2 separate regions of the Rattus norvegicus genome follow, and region 2 is linked to region 1. A link is a contact called in public Hi-C data. All regions are on one chromosome and are shown on one strand. The core of a region is the stretch at or near the end of the contact, and the rest is flanking DNA. Distances in the headings are between cores, read along the strand shown. Region 1 holds the start of Tprg1l (tumor protein p63 regulated 1-like). Region 2 holds the start of Arhgef16 (Rho guanine nucleotide exchange factor 16).

What was found. A called contact is a pair of places that touch in the nucleus more often than the background predicts.
Region 2: a contact with region 1 is called in a Hi-C map of prefrontal cortex, with 4 times the contacts expected there. The contact joins the promoter of Arhgef16 here to the promoter of Tprg1l in region 1. A contact is called at or near these places in 4 of 12 Hi-C or Micro-C datasets (the A7r5 cell line, Schwann cells, mammary epithelial cells and 1 more).

The regions. Positions count from the first base shown.
Region 1 is chr5:170,002,809-170,009,819 of GRCr8, reverse strand. It overlaps Tprg1l (tumor protein p63 regulated 1-like), which reads left to right and starts at 2,036. Exons shown (of 4, transcript NM_001110318.2): 1 at 2,036-2,478; 2 at 2,566-2,742; 3 at 3,357-3,510; 4 at 4,201-5,243. The coding sequence starts at 2,204. The coding sequence ends at 4,395. Wrap73 (WD repeat containing, antisense to TP73) reads right to left here. Exons shown (of 12, transcript NM_001014262.1): 11 at 6,288-6,479; 12 at 5,749-6,039. The coding sequence ends at 5,894.
Region 2 is chr5:170,142,984-170,150,190 of GRCr8, reverse strand. It overlaps Arhgef16 (Rho guanine nucleotide exchange factor 16), which reads left to right and starts at 1,567. Exons shown (of 16, transcript NM_001127591.1): 1 at 1,567-1,590.

The sequences.
Region 1 (7,011 bases), core at 787-3,286:
GAGCGCACTGTTGTCTCTCTAGCAGAAGCTTCAGCATCGGGTAGTGTGGGGCTGGGCTGAAGCTCAGGCCCTGCTTAGCCCCCTCCCTGTAGACTTGGCTCAGGTTGCCTACCCCTAAATCCCACGGCCTTGGTCCCCAAAGCTCTAGGTTCTGATCCACACACACATGGTTCCCTTCCTACCCACTGTGCGTGGCCCTGGGATCAAGGTTGCCATTTTCGGGCCTTGCATAGGACACGTTGGCAGCTGCCCCACGGCTCCTCCCCGGACATTAAAGAGCGGTGTTCACTGTGGCTGAAAGCACTGGAGGCAGAGGTAGCTTGGCTCTCTCCTCTCCAACTAACCAGAAGCCCAAGGCCCAGGGTCAGGGTGGAGCTAGAACACAGGCACCGGTCCAGAAGTGCAAAGTTCTAGCTAGTCCTGTGTTGATGACGGGTGATGTGTCTACTCATCTGAGATGGTGACCTGCTGACACCTTGGTAAGAATACCAAGGTCCAACTTGGTGAACCAATGGGTTTACTGGGCTTAGAGGACTATGGGTGAGGGGTTACTTAGAGCAAAGGCAACTCACAAGCTGTTGTGTCACCGGAAGCACATCCTAGTGTGGGTGTGGACTCCAGAAGATGGAGCCCTGGAGCTTTCAGAGTAGGTAGCCAGGTGGGTAGGTGTCTCCCCTCAGCAGTTCTGTTTATATATCCTTGTGAGGGACTGGGCTTCACATCTGGTCAATTTCAGGGACTTCCTGAGTGTTTCATGAGTTTCCCTCCAGATTCAGGGGGCTGTGTGGCTGCAGACACTCATCTGTTTCCTCAACCCTAGTGTGTACAACAGTGGGAGGAACTCTGCCTCGGTTAGAGGGTCCAACATGCCTGTCATAAGCAAGGGGGTAGAAGCACAAACCTTCCCGAGTACAGCTTCCACATGCACCTGTGCACACAGATACACACAGAGCAGTATGACAGGTGTGGTGTGCACAGGACTGTGACAAAGCACAGAAGGCAACAAACCCAGATCCCTGGTGGACTGCAAGTCTTGCCCAGGGAGGTGTTTTGAACCAGGAATCCAGAACTGAACGCAGTATACTGGAGGCAAAAGGTTTTGGGGGTGGGGGTGGGGTAAGAGGGAACGTGACAGGAACAGGGACGCCAGAAGTGACCCCCTGGGTGAGGATTTGAAGACAGTGCAATGGAGCATGACTTGGGGTCAGCGCTGTTCCTAGAAGGAAAGCTGAGTTCAGGCTGTCCAGCATCTGGACACATGGAGTGCCCTGGGTCATGAAAAGGCCAGGGGATGTGACCAATATGAACTCTCTACATACACCATCCACTTAAATGGAGCCATTATCCCACTGTGAACCTGCTGGGATGGAGGAAACGGGCTAGGAAGGGCTTCTGTCCCAGGGAGGAGCTGCAGGGCCCGAGTATCCAATGACATTTCCTTCCACCCCCCCACCCCATCCCCCCACAGTAGCACTCTTTAGTGATGTGGTAGCTTACTTGTGTGTTTTCATGCCCAATACGAACAAATGTCTGACATCCATCTCTAACCTACACACCCGTATCTCCACAGTGTGCATAAACCCTACAAAGCCACATCCCACGGTGCCCACACCCAAGGAATGCTGCGCACTCTTGAGAAGCCTCTATCTGGGCTGCCCTGACACAGGGTGTCCACAATCCTCAGACTCGTACACGCCCATGCCCACACTTCCACACACCCCAGGCACGCACAGCTCCCAGGTGCGCCGAACACCTCCGCCTAGCGCCACAGCCAGAAGCGCATCATAACCCCTGAGAAGGTGAAAGGCACCGAGCCAATGCGAGGACACACTGTCGGGGCAACGCCCCTCGCGCGAGCGCCACAAGCACCGCCTTCTGCGCGAGTCCAAGGCGTCATCTGTCCGGAACCCGCGACCCGCATTTTCTCGTAGCCTTTCCTGTAAACAGGAAGTGGCTCCGCTCGTGGAGGCCGCTTCCGGCCCGGGGTGGGCCGCCGTAATTAAGAACGGCAGCACGCTCGAGCCAATCGCAGAAGATGACTTGGCGAAAAGCCAATCGTGAGACGCAGCCGACGGAGCTGGAGGCGTGTCCAGAAGGCGGGACTTATGCAGCGCAGCCAACCACAAGGCGGACGAGGGAGGGCGGGGCGCGGCTGCTGACGGCTGGGCGGCGGCCGTCGGTGGAGCCGGCCGGTGGCGGCGTGATGCTACAGCTGCGGGACACAGTGGACTCGGCAGGCACGAGCCCCACGGCGGTGCTGGCGGCCGGCGAGGATGCGGGCGCCGGACGGCAGGGGGCGGGCACGCCGCTGCGCCAGACTCTGTGGCCGCTGAACGTCCACGACCCAACACGCCGCGCCCGCGTCAAGGAGTACTTCGTGTTCCGACCCGGCACTATCGAGCAGGCGGTGGAGGAGATCCGCGCCGTGGTACGGCCCGTGGAGGACGGCGAGATCCAGGGGGTGTGGCTGCTGACCGAGTAAGCCAGAGCGAGGGCGCTGTGGGGACACCGGGCGGAAGCGGGAGGTCGGGGCCCTTGGTGATGGGCGGTCTCTCTTCCCTCCAGGGTGGACCACTGGAACAACGAGAAGGAGCGGCTGGTGCTGGTCACCGACCAGTCTTTGCTCATCTGCAAATATGACTTCATCAGCCTTCAGTGTCAGCAGGTGGTCAGGGTGGCGCTCAGTGCAGTAGACACCATCTCCTGTGGAGAATTCCAGTTTCCTCCAAAGTCGCTCAACAAGTAGGTGCCCCAGCGAATCCTTAAGTAGTATTGTTCCACTCTCTTGTGAGGTAAAGGTCACAAGGAGGACCAGTAGAAAGGACCTTAAAGTAGAAGCTGGTGATTTCAGTGTGGCCTCTTGAAAGGGATGCTGGCACAGTTGGCCACTCTGCAGGCACTAAAATCCATTCATTTAAATACCGTTAAGATACTTGGAAGCAGAGCCCACTGTCAAAAGCTGTGTAGGGAATCTGGGAATTTTACCTCCAGCAGGAGGGAGACACAGGACATGTGCTCAGTAGTACTTAAAATCCGTTGCTAACAGCCACTCTTCAGGGGCTGGTTGGCTTGCTATAAAAGAATTATTTGAATAGGGACTCCACGAAGCGAATGGCTACAAACTTAAGCACCATTCAGTAACATTGAGAACAAACACGGCTGTAATTGGGCCGGGTTGAACTGTGTTACATAGGCGGTATACAAGACTCAGCATCACCAAGACATTGACTTGTTACACTTCGAAGGTGTGTGACATTGTTACACCAAGCCTCAGCTTCCCTGGCAATCCCTGAAACTTGGTGCAATGCCGTCTGTATTCCTGTGGTAAGCAAGGCTTTCTCCCCGTCCCCCATCAGGCGAGAAGGCTTTGGCGTTCGCATTCAGTGGGACAAGCAGAGCCGCCCTTCTTTCATCAACAGATGGAACCCCTGGTCTACAAACATGCCCTATGCCACCTTCATAGAACACCCAATGGCTGGCATGGATGAGAAGACAGCGTCTCTGTGCCATGTAAGCAGACCAAGGCCTGTGGTCCCTAGCAGTGACAGCTATAGGCCCCTAGAGTGTGAACCCTAAAAGTGCAGCTCCACAGTGGGAAGCTAGGTGGTGCTGTTTAGGAACAGGGAGTCCCCATCCCATTGCAGGATGCTCAGTCTGGATTGGGAGGTGAGCTTGCACACAGGATTGGTGAGGCTTGGCGAGGGCTGCTGGAGTACCAGGGAGGGGTGCTGAGGGGCACTGAGCACTGGACAGGTTACAGTAGGTCCGAGAAAGCCCTGTCACTTGGTGACATCATAGTCCAAATAAATTCCTCCATCTGTGATGCCGTCAGTCAGCATGTCTGTTAGCGCGTTAGTGCTTAGTGCCGTGCCACCTCAAAGCACGTGTGTCTGTAGAAAAGACTTACCGCCTGCTGTGCTGGCAGCACCTTGCCTCAGGCTGCCAAGTCCCTCGACTGCATCTTTAGAGATAGACTGGTACCCTCTAGACTGGACTTGAGGCAGGGAGGCAGGTCCCGTCATCCTGTTCACTCAGGATGAGCCACTTGATGACACAGCTTGTAGAACCCAGCCTGTCATCAGTGGTGTCATCAGTATGTGGTGTTTGGAAGGATTTGAACTTCTCAGAAGCCTCGTTTACCCGTGGAGTACTGTTGTCTTAGCTTGAGGGTAAGACTCCATGTTTATTCTCTCTTTAAAGTTGGAAAGCTTCAAGGCTCTCCTAATCCAAGCTGTCAAGAAAGCCCAGAAGGAAAGCCCACTGCCAGGGCAGGCGAACAACGTGCTGGTGCTGGACCGCCCTCTCCTCATCGAGACCTACGTGGGGCTGATGTCCTTCATTAACAATGAAGCCAAGCTGGGCTACTCCATGACCAGGGGCAAGATAGGCTTCTAGACAGCTGTGCCCCAGGAAACCAAGGTGGTGGGGACTCCGTGTGCCACCTGTCGACACCTACCGTGGCTGGAGGAACAAGGGCATTGTCCTGTTATGTGTCCAGTTAGAATAGTCAAGTGGACCGTGTATATTTAGTTGGATATTGGACACCTTGGCAACACGATCTCAGCCAGGCAGACTCGGCTGCCCCCATACCACTGTGTTCCTTCTGTAACACCATGCGCTCCCTCCTCCAGCATGCCAAGCACGGTGTACCCACCCACTTGTGCAGTGTTGACTGTTGAATACAGCAGAGTGCAGGGAGCGGCTTCCGCACATGCACACATTAACTCTCCCCGCCAAGTGCTCTATTTTAAAATTCAGTCCCCCCCTTTTTTTAAATGCTAACTATAATAACAGCCAGCAGACAGGTCACTAAGAAAGACAGTCTGCCTGGCCAGCTCCTAGTGAATATGCCTTTCTGTGAATGTTTGACTTAGGATCTCACTTTATAAATTAATGCAGGTTGTGGTAAGTAGCCCCTTCCGCGAGTCTTGGTGGTGGGTCTACATCATCCCGTCTCTGTTTAAAAGGGACTGATGAGCTGGGTTTCCAAGTGCATGCTTAGAGCAGCGAGCGCCCGGGAGCCTCGCTGAGCACCACTGAGCTTTGGCGCGCAGCCACATGCAGCTTGCCACTGTAGCTCTGGCCTTGCAAATACACTGTAGATGTCACTTTATACCTCTAGCTTTAAGTTAACCGGCATGGATGTGAGCAGAATGTCATGGCCTGTTCAAGAGGAAAGGTGACCTCAGATGCACCTGTCTTCAGCCTGTGCTTTTGTTCTAGTAAAGACAATTAAAACCAAATGGAGTTGCTCCTTTTTGAAGTTATTGTCACAAAAACAGGTGTGCCAAAGACTGTCTTGAGGCCTGAGGCTGCACCTGGCTGGCTGTGGACCCTTGCTAGCTCAGTCCTCCTTACAGAAACTCAGATGGCCACCAGTGTGGACATGCTGGTCTGTCTGCTTTCAAGGCACTTGTTAGAGATAGAGGCATGTTGGGTAGGCTGAGCACTTCCACTCTTCCTGGCAGGGACCCAGGCCTCCCTGCAGAACTTGCATGCAAGGCCAGAGAGACCTGTCCAACTGTTGTGGGATTCACAGCTCACATGGGGACAGGTGCAGACGTTGGGGCCTTGCAGCTGCAGGAGGGCTGACCGTCCACCCCTGTCCCACAGCATACTGACTGGAAGCGGCTCGGGAACAACAAAGGATGATAAGGCAGGTTGCTGTCATTACTTCAGGATACTCCATCCTCCCAAGACAGACCTTGGACCCCTGAGCTAAGGCCTTGAAGAAAAGGACCACCACTGTTCCAGGGATTAACAAATACCTATTTTACATGATAACTTTATACATATTTACAGAAAATTGGGCAGAATAGTCCATCCTGTCCAGAGAGCCTGTACAGCTGTTCCTCATATGGGGGTCTGCAGAGTCTGCTGCCTCAGTTTCCCTTCAGGTCCTAGGCATGCCATCCCGTTGTCCATAGGCTGTGCCCCTCTCCTTGGTCTCCAGGAAGCAAAGACAGAAGTGATCCTTACCAAGGAGGGCCAAGGAATCCCCACTTAAATGCCAGCACAGTCCAAGCACTGGAAAGTCACCTAGAGAGACAGGTGGCCAGAGGGTTAGGAAGTAGGACTTGTGGGGAGGGCGCCTGTGGATGAGGGAGGAGTCTGGTAACCCCAGGGCTGAAGACAAAGCCAGGAAAGCTTAGGGTGTAGGTTCCTGTCAGGGACACTCTAGGCAAGGCCCTGCAAGATATGGAGGGGCACCTTTCACAAATGCATGACATGGCAGATCAACCTGAGGCCAGCATATGCTGGACCACCATGTGCTGGCTTATGCTCACCTTCCCCGGGTACCTGCACCGACACACAGCCTGCTGGGGACCACAGGTACACCTTGCTTCCTCCTGTGCAGATGGCCAGCCTTGGTTGCCGTGGGTCCCACTGAAATGAGCGCACTGGAGACATATGCTCTAGGACCACAAACAGCTTCAGCTTCTGAATGTCCCAGATCCAGACAGCATTGGGGACATTGTCTGCAAGGAAGCAGAAAGAAGACACATGTGAGTGCTGGCCTCTGAAGCAAACCCTGCTGTTCTCTGGGACCAGCACCCAGAACAAAGGAAAGGCCGCCCAAGGCCACAACCCTTCTTTTTCCTGTGGTTTTTACATCTGTAGATGTAAAAAGTGCAAACAAGACAGCCCCCCCACTCCACTTGTTAGGGGATCTACATGAAGACCAAGCTGCACGTGTGCTACATGTAGGGGGCCTAGGTCCAGCTGGTGCCACTGGATCCCCTTCCCCTACCTGGGTTTAGTTGGGCCTCAGTGGGAGAGGATGTGCCTAGGTCTTGCTGGGGTGGTAACCAAGGGTGGGGGTGGGGAGTCGTCCTCTGAGGAGAGTGAGAGGGGACAATGGTGGGAAGGACTTGTAAGGGTGGGACTGGGAGGAGAGGAAGGAGGGGGCGCTGTGGTCAGGATATAAAGTAAATAAAAAAGACAAACTATCAAAAAGGCACGCACCCCCCAAAATGCAAATAAATCCAGAACCATAGAGGTCAGTGCTGG
Region 2 (7,207 bases), core at 318-2,817, 140 kb before region 1:
CAGGAGTGTGAGCAGGGCATACTCCCCACACTGTTGGCCAATAAAATGCCAACCCAGAGTCCCCGGCACCACCTGTCAGAGGACCGATGTGTGAGGTCACAGGTCTTTCCTGAAAAACAGATGACAGAGATGAGTCAGGACAGGGACTAGTACTGACTGTGTCTCAGGACCTCAGGTTACAGCCAGGTCACCAGACATCCACTGTGTCCCTGTCATACACAGCCCAGGGCTCTGCCTGAGGGAGCCACAGTAAGAGGTGGCTGTATTAACAGATAAGGTCTCCATGGACAAGCTTCTCGCCGTTTTCTCCTCTTGTTCCAGCATGGTTGAGGTTCTGCTCTGATGGCCATGCTCTGAGGTGTCTTGCAGATATCAAACCAAAATAAAATGCCAGTTGTAATGGTGTCTGCCTTTAACCCCGGCTCTCTCGGGAACCTCGAACAGCCTGGGGAGGGTGAGTCTGACTGACCATACCCGGCAGAGGCAGGATGATCAAGGGTCGGGTCATTTCAGTCCTGATCATCCTGCCTCTAAAAGGACCCAGCTCTGGGATGGGAGCTGGACGCTCCCACCCTCTGCCTCCACCCCACCCTGCTCTGTGCTCTGTTCCCCACCTCACCCCCCCCCCCCACACACACACATGATTCTTGGCCCTTGCACTCACTGTGACTCTTGCCTGCCCAACTCCTCTCTCCCTTGATCTGAGCCACCCTTGGGAGCTCAGGTTTGATGCCACTTTGGAGGGTAATGGTGCAGGCCCCATCTTCTCCCACACAAGGAGCCGGACCCCTAAAGTCCACACGGGGGACGTTGTTATGTCCTCATTCTTTTTTTTTTTTTTCTTTCTTTTCTTTTCTTTTTTCGGAGCTGGGGACCGAACCCAGGGCCTTGCGCTTGCTAGGCAAGCGCTCTACCACGGAGCTAAATCCCCAACCCCTACGCTCTCATTCTTGAGGACACTACAAAGACTTGGTATCCAATTTCCTGAGCTCAGGAGAATCACGGCTGGATCCGTGTGGCTAGCAGAATTTCCAGCCGTCAGAGTTCTCTGTAAAATGGGGTGGTAGTGGTGGATAGGGTAGACCACGAAGGGTGTTCTGGAAGATCCTGGCCAGAGCTGCCCTGAAGCAGCCGGGAGCAAAGAATGCAGTGGGTGGGGCCTTCTTTCAACAAACAGGTTCCCGCAGGCCTGGGATTTCTCCGAAGGCTTCCTGGAGGAGGCGTCTGAGCTGGGAGAGAGGCGCAGGAAGGAAACGGGCGAAGAAGCCAGAGGGAGGAGGGTAGACAGTACCCGAGGGCGGACTCCGGCCTGAACCGCCAGAGGGGTCACGTGAACGCAGGCGGACCCAGGTAGTGCAGTGACGCAGCTGGCGCGGCCAGGTGAGGCGGCGGCGGTGCTGCAGGTGCGGAGCAGCCACCAGCGGAACCCACCTGGCTGCGGCTCCGCCCGCCAGTTCGCTCGCTCGCCGGCTCGCCCGCCAGCCTGCCGCGCAGGAAGTAGAGAGGGCGGGACCGGCTGGCCCCGGGACGCAGGGACCCAGCAGCACTACAGGCTGCACCCTCCCGGCCGCCCTTCCGCGGCGCGCACAGGTGAGCCTGGGGACCGAGAGTCAGTCGAGGGGAAGACCACCTGGGGCGCCCGGAGCACCTCTGCTCCACTCTCCCTCTCCGTTCCAGCTCCTCCCGACCTCGGGGACAGCGTCGCGCCCCGCCCTCTCGCTGGGGCTGCAAGCCGGGGATCTGGAGCCTAGCTGCCTGAGCCACGGTCCAAGGGACACTTCGCAGCGGACCTGGTTAGACGCTAGAACGCAGAGAATCCTGGGAAGTCCTGGGGGGCGTGGAAGTGACTCTTCCGGGAGCTAGAAAGACGATCTGTTTAGATGGGCTCCAAACAGGAGGGGTCTGACCCCCTCTTGCCCTTTCCCCACCTTGGTGGCTAGTCCTCTAGCCAGATTCCACAGTGCCTTCCAGTGGGAGAGGGCTTCCCCGGAAAGCAGCGGGTGTCACTTACAGACTGGTCCGTGGTGGGCACCTGTCCCCAACCCCCTACCTTGGTCCCCATATCTGTAAATCAGGAGCAGAGATCTATTTTGAGGTTGAGCAAGAAAGATGAACCCTGGCATGAGCCGGGATCTGAGTTGGTAGCCGCCGAGATGAGATCTTAGCGCCCTTCACATCACGCCTGGAGCCCAGACAGGAGCTGGTGGCCCCTAAGTGGATGCTTCCGTTTGTCACTTGAGTGACCAGCCGCAGGGTCCCAGCTACCGTGTGGGGCCATTCGTGACTATATGCTGGTTTGCCCTGATAGCATTGACTTCCTATTCAGGTGTGTGGGCACCCGGCTTGAAAGTTGCTATTTGTGAATTCAGACAAGCAGCTTCAGCCTCCGGTGGTGGGCCTTGGGTGGGCCTCGGGGCCTCGGTTTATCCATCGAATTCGTTAGTTGAACGTGCCGCTGTTTTGTTCCCATAGGCTCACAGAACGCCTGGTAGAGGGAAGGGTCTTAGGGCTTCTTTGAAAAAGTAAGAACTCAGCCAGCCAGAGAACAAAAAATGGAGAGAGCTAGGTAGATGCTCCCTGACATGCCCTTCTCCAAGCACCTAAAGCCAGAAAACCCTGGTTGGTTGGTTGGGTTTTTTGTTGTTGTTTTGTTTTGTTTTTTAAAGATTTATGTATCTGAGTACATTGTATGTCGCTGTCTTCAGACACACCAGAAGAGGGCATCAGATCCCATTACAGATGGTTGTGAGCCACCATGTGGTTGCTGGGAATTGAACTCAGAACCTCTGGAAGAGCAGCCAGTGCTCTTAACTGCTGAGCCATCTCTTCAGCCCTGGTTTTTTTTTTTTTTTAAAGATGTATTCATTTTATGTGTTTAAGTGTTGTGCACATATGTATGTGCACCATGGGTGTGCCCATGGAAGTCTTAAGAGGTCATTGGATCCCCCTGGGGTTAGGATGAGTTATAAGCTAAGCATGCGGGTGCTGGGACTTGAACCCAGGTCCTCTGCACGAGCAGCTGGTGCTCTTCTCTGTTGAGCCATCTCTCCAGCCCAGTAGCAAGAAACTTGTTAGGGTTATTCCAGGATGAGTATTCAGTGTTATACTTCCCACAGGGCAGTTACTCTTCACCCCCCATGTAAAGAAACTGAGTCCAGAGGTGAGACAGTTGCAGACAGACTGTAGCCACCTAGGTATGCTACATGGAAGGTGGTAGCTGCGTTTCTGTTTGACCACCTGGTCTGGAGGTTTTGGTTTGGTTTTAGTTTTGGTTTCCAGATCCATCTGCCATTGCCTGAGTTCTTTCGATCTCTGTGGCATCTTGCTCAGGTGACTGCCCCCACACACCCCCTCCCCCACTCCCAGCATCCTGAGTCCAGAATCCTGTCATCCACATCCAGTTCCTGGTTTGAGGACAACCATCTAGGTCAAGATAGGGCCTCAGAGCTTGGCTCCTCCCCTTGTGCTCTCACCGGCTGGGGCTTGACCCAGGCAGGTTACATTCCCTCCTCTAATACCCTCCTCGGGCTTCTAACTGCCTGTGGGAGAAGTTTGGGGAGGGGCTGAAGACACAGCTGGCTAGAGGGCACCTTTTGTGGGCCCGCTTTTTTTTCAAGCTGGTGAGCTGGGCAGCGGAGGCCCTGGCCGTAGGCTCCTATCAGGTCAAGACTCTGCTGCCCCAGAGTCAGGAAGCCTGCCCTGAGCTTAGGCTACTTGGGCTTTATGGAACATGCAGGGGATGATAGGTGGGTATCTTGGGCTAAGACTGGATGCGCCAGCTAGGCGAAGAGTGGCTAGCTATGATCGGGTTTTCCCCACTTCAGCTCCGGGAGCATTTGTTCCACTTGACTGTTACCGGCTGCTTTGTGCTCTGCAGTATCCTGGCCTCTGGCCTCAGACTGCCAGTGGGTGTAATCAACAGAGATGTTACAAGTTGACTCCAGGTGGGCAAACTGCTCAGATGAGCCTCTGAGCTCAGCCCCCGCCCCGCCCCGCTACCGCCCGCCCCCGCCCCGTCCCGCCCCGCCCCGCCCCCAGTATACACCTGACAAATGGAGCTAGCTGGTGTGGGTTACAAACAAATTGCGACTCCAAGTCTCCTGCTCAGCCACGAAGGATCACCCATACACAAGGCCATCATTGTGGGTTGGCTGAGGCTGATCTTGCCAGGTAGATTGCCCAGCCTCGGAGCTGGTGATGGAGGGGCCTCCAGCAGGGCTTAAAGTCTCAGATCCAAGGTGGTTTGGGTTCCTATGACCAGCTGTAACCAGCTGCAACAGGCTCAGGCTAGGAAGAAATCAGGCTTAGGGGATTAGAAGGCAGCATAGGTACCCACAACATTTATAGGAAGCTGATCTGCCTGAAAGGGGAAGGGGGCAGTGGACCAGGTGCAGAGAGACAGAGCCATCCAGGACCACGCCCACAGCGGTCCCCTGAGCTGTCTGTCAAGATCTCACTGGGCTATAGGTTCTGAGGCCTCAGTCATGGGTCCATTTCCTGCCCACTCTGAGGAGAAACAGCTCGGAGTCACCTTCCTAAGGCACGTGGGTCTGCTGAGTGGCTCTGACCCAGTTTCTGCTCATTTTGATCAGAACCTCTGGGCAAGTTGGTTCTCACAGTGCACCAGAGCCTCTTCAGTGAGACACAAGGTGGGCCCAGGACAGAAAGTGCCAACATCTGTTCGGGAATTGAACTCCGGTGTTTGTGGGGGTACATGGAAGAAATTGTCCCTGCCTCCCAAAAGCTCAGGCTTAGGGAGGGAGTGGCCAGGTACCCAGTTAGAGCTTCTGTAGAAGGTGTCTTTGGGGGTGCTACCATGCTCCCTATCCCCTGAGCCTGGGGTGCTTTGGAAAGGGAGAAGACATGCCCCTGGCCCATAAGGAGCCTGCAAGACCTTACGTCTGGCTACTGGTGGGCAGCCATGGATGGTATTTTCCTGGAGCCCACTAGAAGAATCTGAGGCCCCTGTGTGCGAGGGTCTTGGTGAACCGAGAATAAGAAGCCAGCCAGTCTGGAGGAAAGGCTACCCCTCAGAGGCATGGGCTGGAGCAAGGAGTCTATGACACACACAACCCCACCCCACCCCCAAGGACAGAGCCTATGCTCTTGGGTCCCATGGGCCTCCCATCGGCAGCAGGAGAAGCCAAAGCAGCTTTTTGAAAGTTTCATGTCTGAGAGAGCAAGGCCAAGGGGAGACAAGACAAAGCAAGACAGGGAGTAGCCAGCTGACGCCAACACTGTGCAAAAGAGAGCGGTTAACGGGAGGTGTTGCACCTGTGAAACAAGAACAGGATGTTTGGACTGAAGTGCAGTGAGGGGTGCGAGGGTGCGAGAAAGGTGGACAGGGAAAGTAAGTAAGAAACTGGGGCCGTCGATCAATTCGTGCTACAGAAAGGAAGGACAGTGCAAGGGGTTGCCTTTAAAAAAGAAAAATAGCCAGGCCCGGTGGCCTGGTGGGCAGGGCCGGAATCCCAGCACTTGAGAGGTTCAAGCAGGAGGAGCAGAGATTCAAAAGCTGCTTGGGCTACAGAGTGGGTTTAAGACCAAGCTGGGCAACCTAGCAAGACCTCGTCTCAACCAAACCAAAATTAAATCGTCATAAGGTGAGGAGGGCCTGGGGATTTAAATAGATCAGTGGTCTGGCAGGTTTCTGGCATGGGTGCCGTCCCAGGGTCGTCTCCCTTTGGAGGTGCGGTGAGGGAAGGGAATTAAACTGTATGCAGACACGGGCAGAAAAAATAGGGACATGCTGGCTAAGAAGTCTACCTGGCACCTCAGTCAGTCAGTAGATGGAGGACCCATTTACAAGGCTGGGTAGGGTACAGAGGACAGGTCACCGTCCAAGGAAGAGAAGTCCGGAGGGTACCAAGAGGCCTTAACAACAGCAAGAAGAGTAGAGGATGCTTCCAGATTCTAGAGGGAAGTTTAAGGCTAAACCTTCCCAGCCGCCAGTCCAGAGAGGAGGAGAGAAAGCCCCCTTCTGACAGTCAAAAATCTACCCCCCCCCCCCGCCCGGCCAGGCTTGGTGGCACACACCTTTACTCCCAGCACTCAGGAGGGAGGGGAAGGCGGATAATCAGGGATGGATACACAGTGAAACCTTATCTCAAAAATTCAAAAAAAAAAAATCTGGGGCTGGAGAGATGATTCAGTAGTTAAGGTCACCCCTTCTTGCAAAGGACCTGGGTTTGGTTCCTGGCACAGACGTGGTGGTTCACAACTATCTTTACCTCCAGTTTCAGCGGCTCTTAACCACCCCTCCTCCCCCATTTCTGGTCTCTGCAGGCACTGAGCTTGCATGTGGTGCCCAGACGTGTATACATAGCATGCGTACATGTGTGCACACTCACCTAAAATAAGTAAATATTTTCCAAAAGTATTTAAAGTCATCAAAAATCCGCCCCCAACTCCTTCCTGAGACAACGCCTGGGTTTGCTTTAGAGGGTAGCTCCTGGTGGCCAGATAGCCAGAGCCAAGCCTAAGGAACACTACCCACCCACCCAACCCCCACCCTGAGCTACGAGAGCGCCTGGGAAGGCCCTGAAGTGTCATCCACACAAAGGGGCCAGACTCTCAAGGAGCATGGAGCTGAAAAACCGGACGGCGGGGGTGTGGGGGGAGGCAGAAATTAACAAGGGAGCTGGCTGGAGAAGGAGTAGGAATGGTTAACAACCAGGTCAGCCTCAGGTCCCCTGAGCGTAGAGCGTACAGCTATGCAGCCCAGCCCCCTCCAGACAGTAGTGATCAGAAGAGCTGCCTGGGGACTGGGCAGCTTTAGGATGTGTCCAGCAGGTATTTCACTGCTGTTTGACAAGACAGGTACCGGAAGTCACCAGTCCTACTCTCTGGGGTCCCAGACAGACTGTTTACCAGGCCTATGGGTGTGGGTGTGGTGCCAGCCTGGGAACAAAAGCCACTCCCAGGAATGGCTCACCCAACTGGTTCCCTTTGGGCACCTTCTGGCCCAGGAATGGACTTTGCCCTCCGCTGGGTGAGGCCACCGCCTGCCAGGGGCCACACTGTCCTGCAAGCATGAGCTCAGGAAGGATGGGTGTTTGCTGGTAGGAGAGGAGGCAAACCCTTCTGTGTGGTCTGTTCTTTCTTATTGAAAATGATCCCTGTGTAAGCGGATCGGCGGCGAGGAGTCCCGTTCTAGGCCATCCGAAGACAGCTAAGCTAACCTCTCCAGGCTTCGGTAAACCAGACA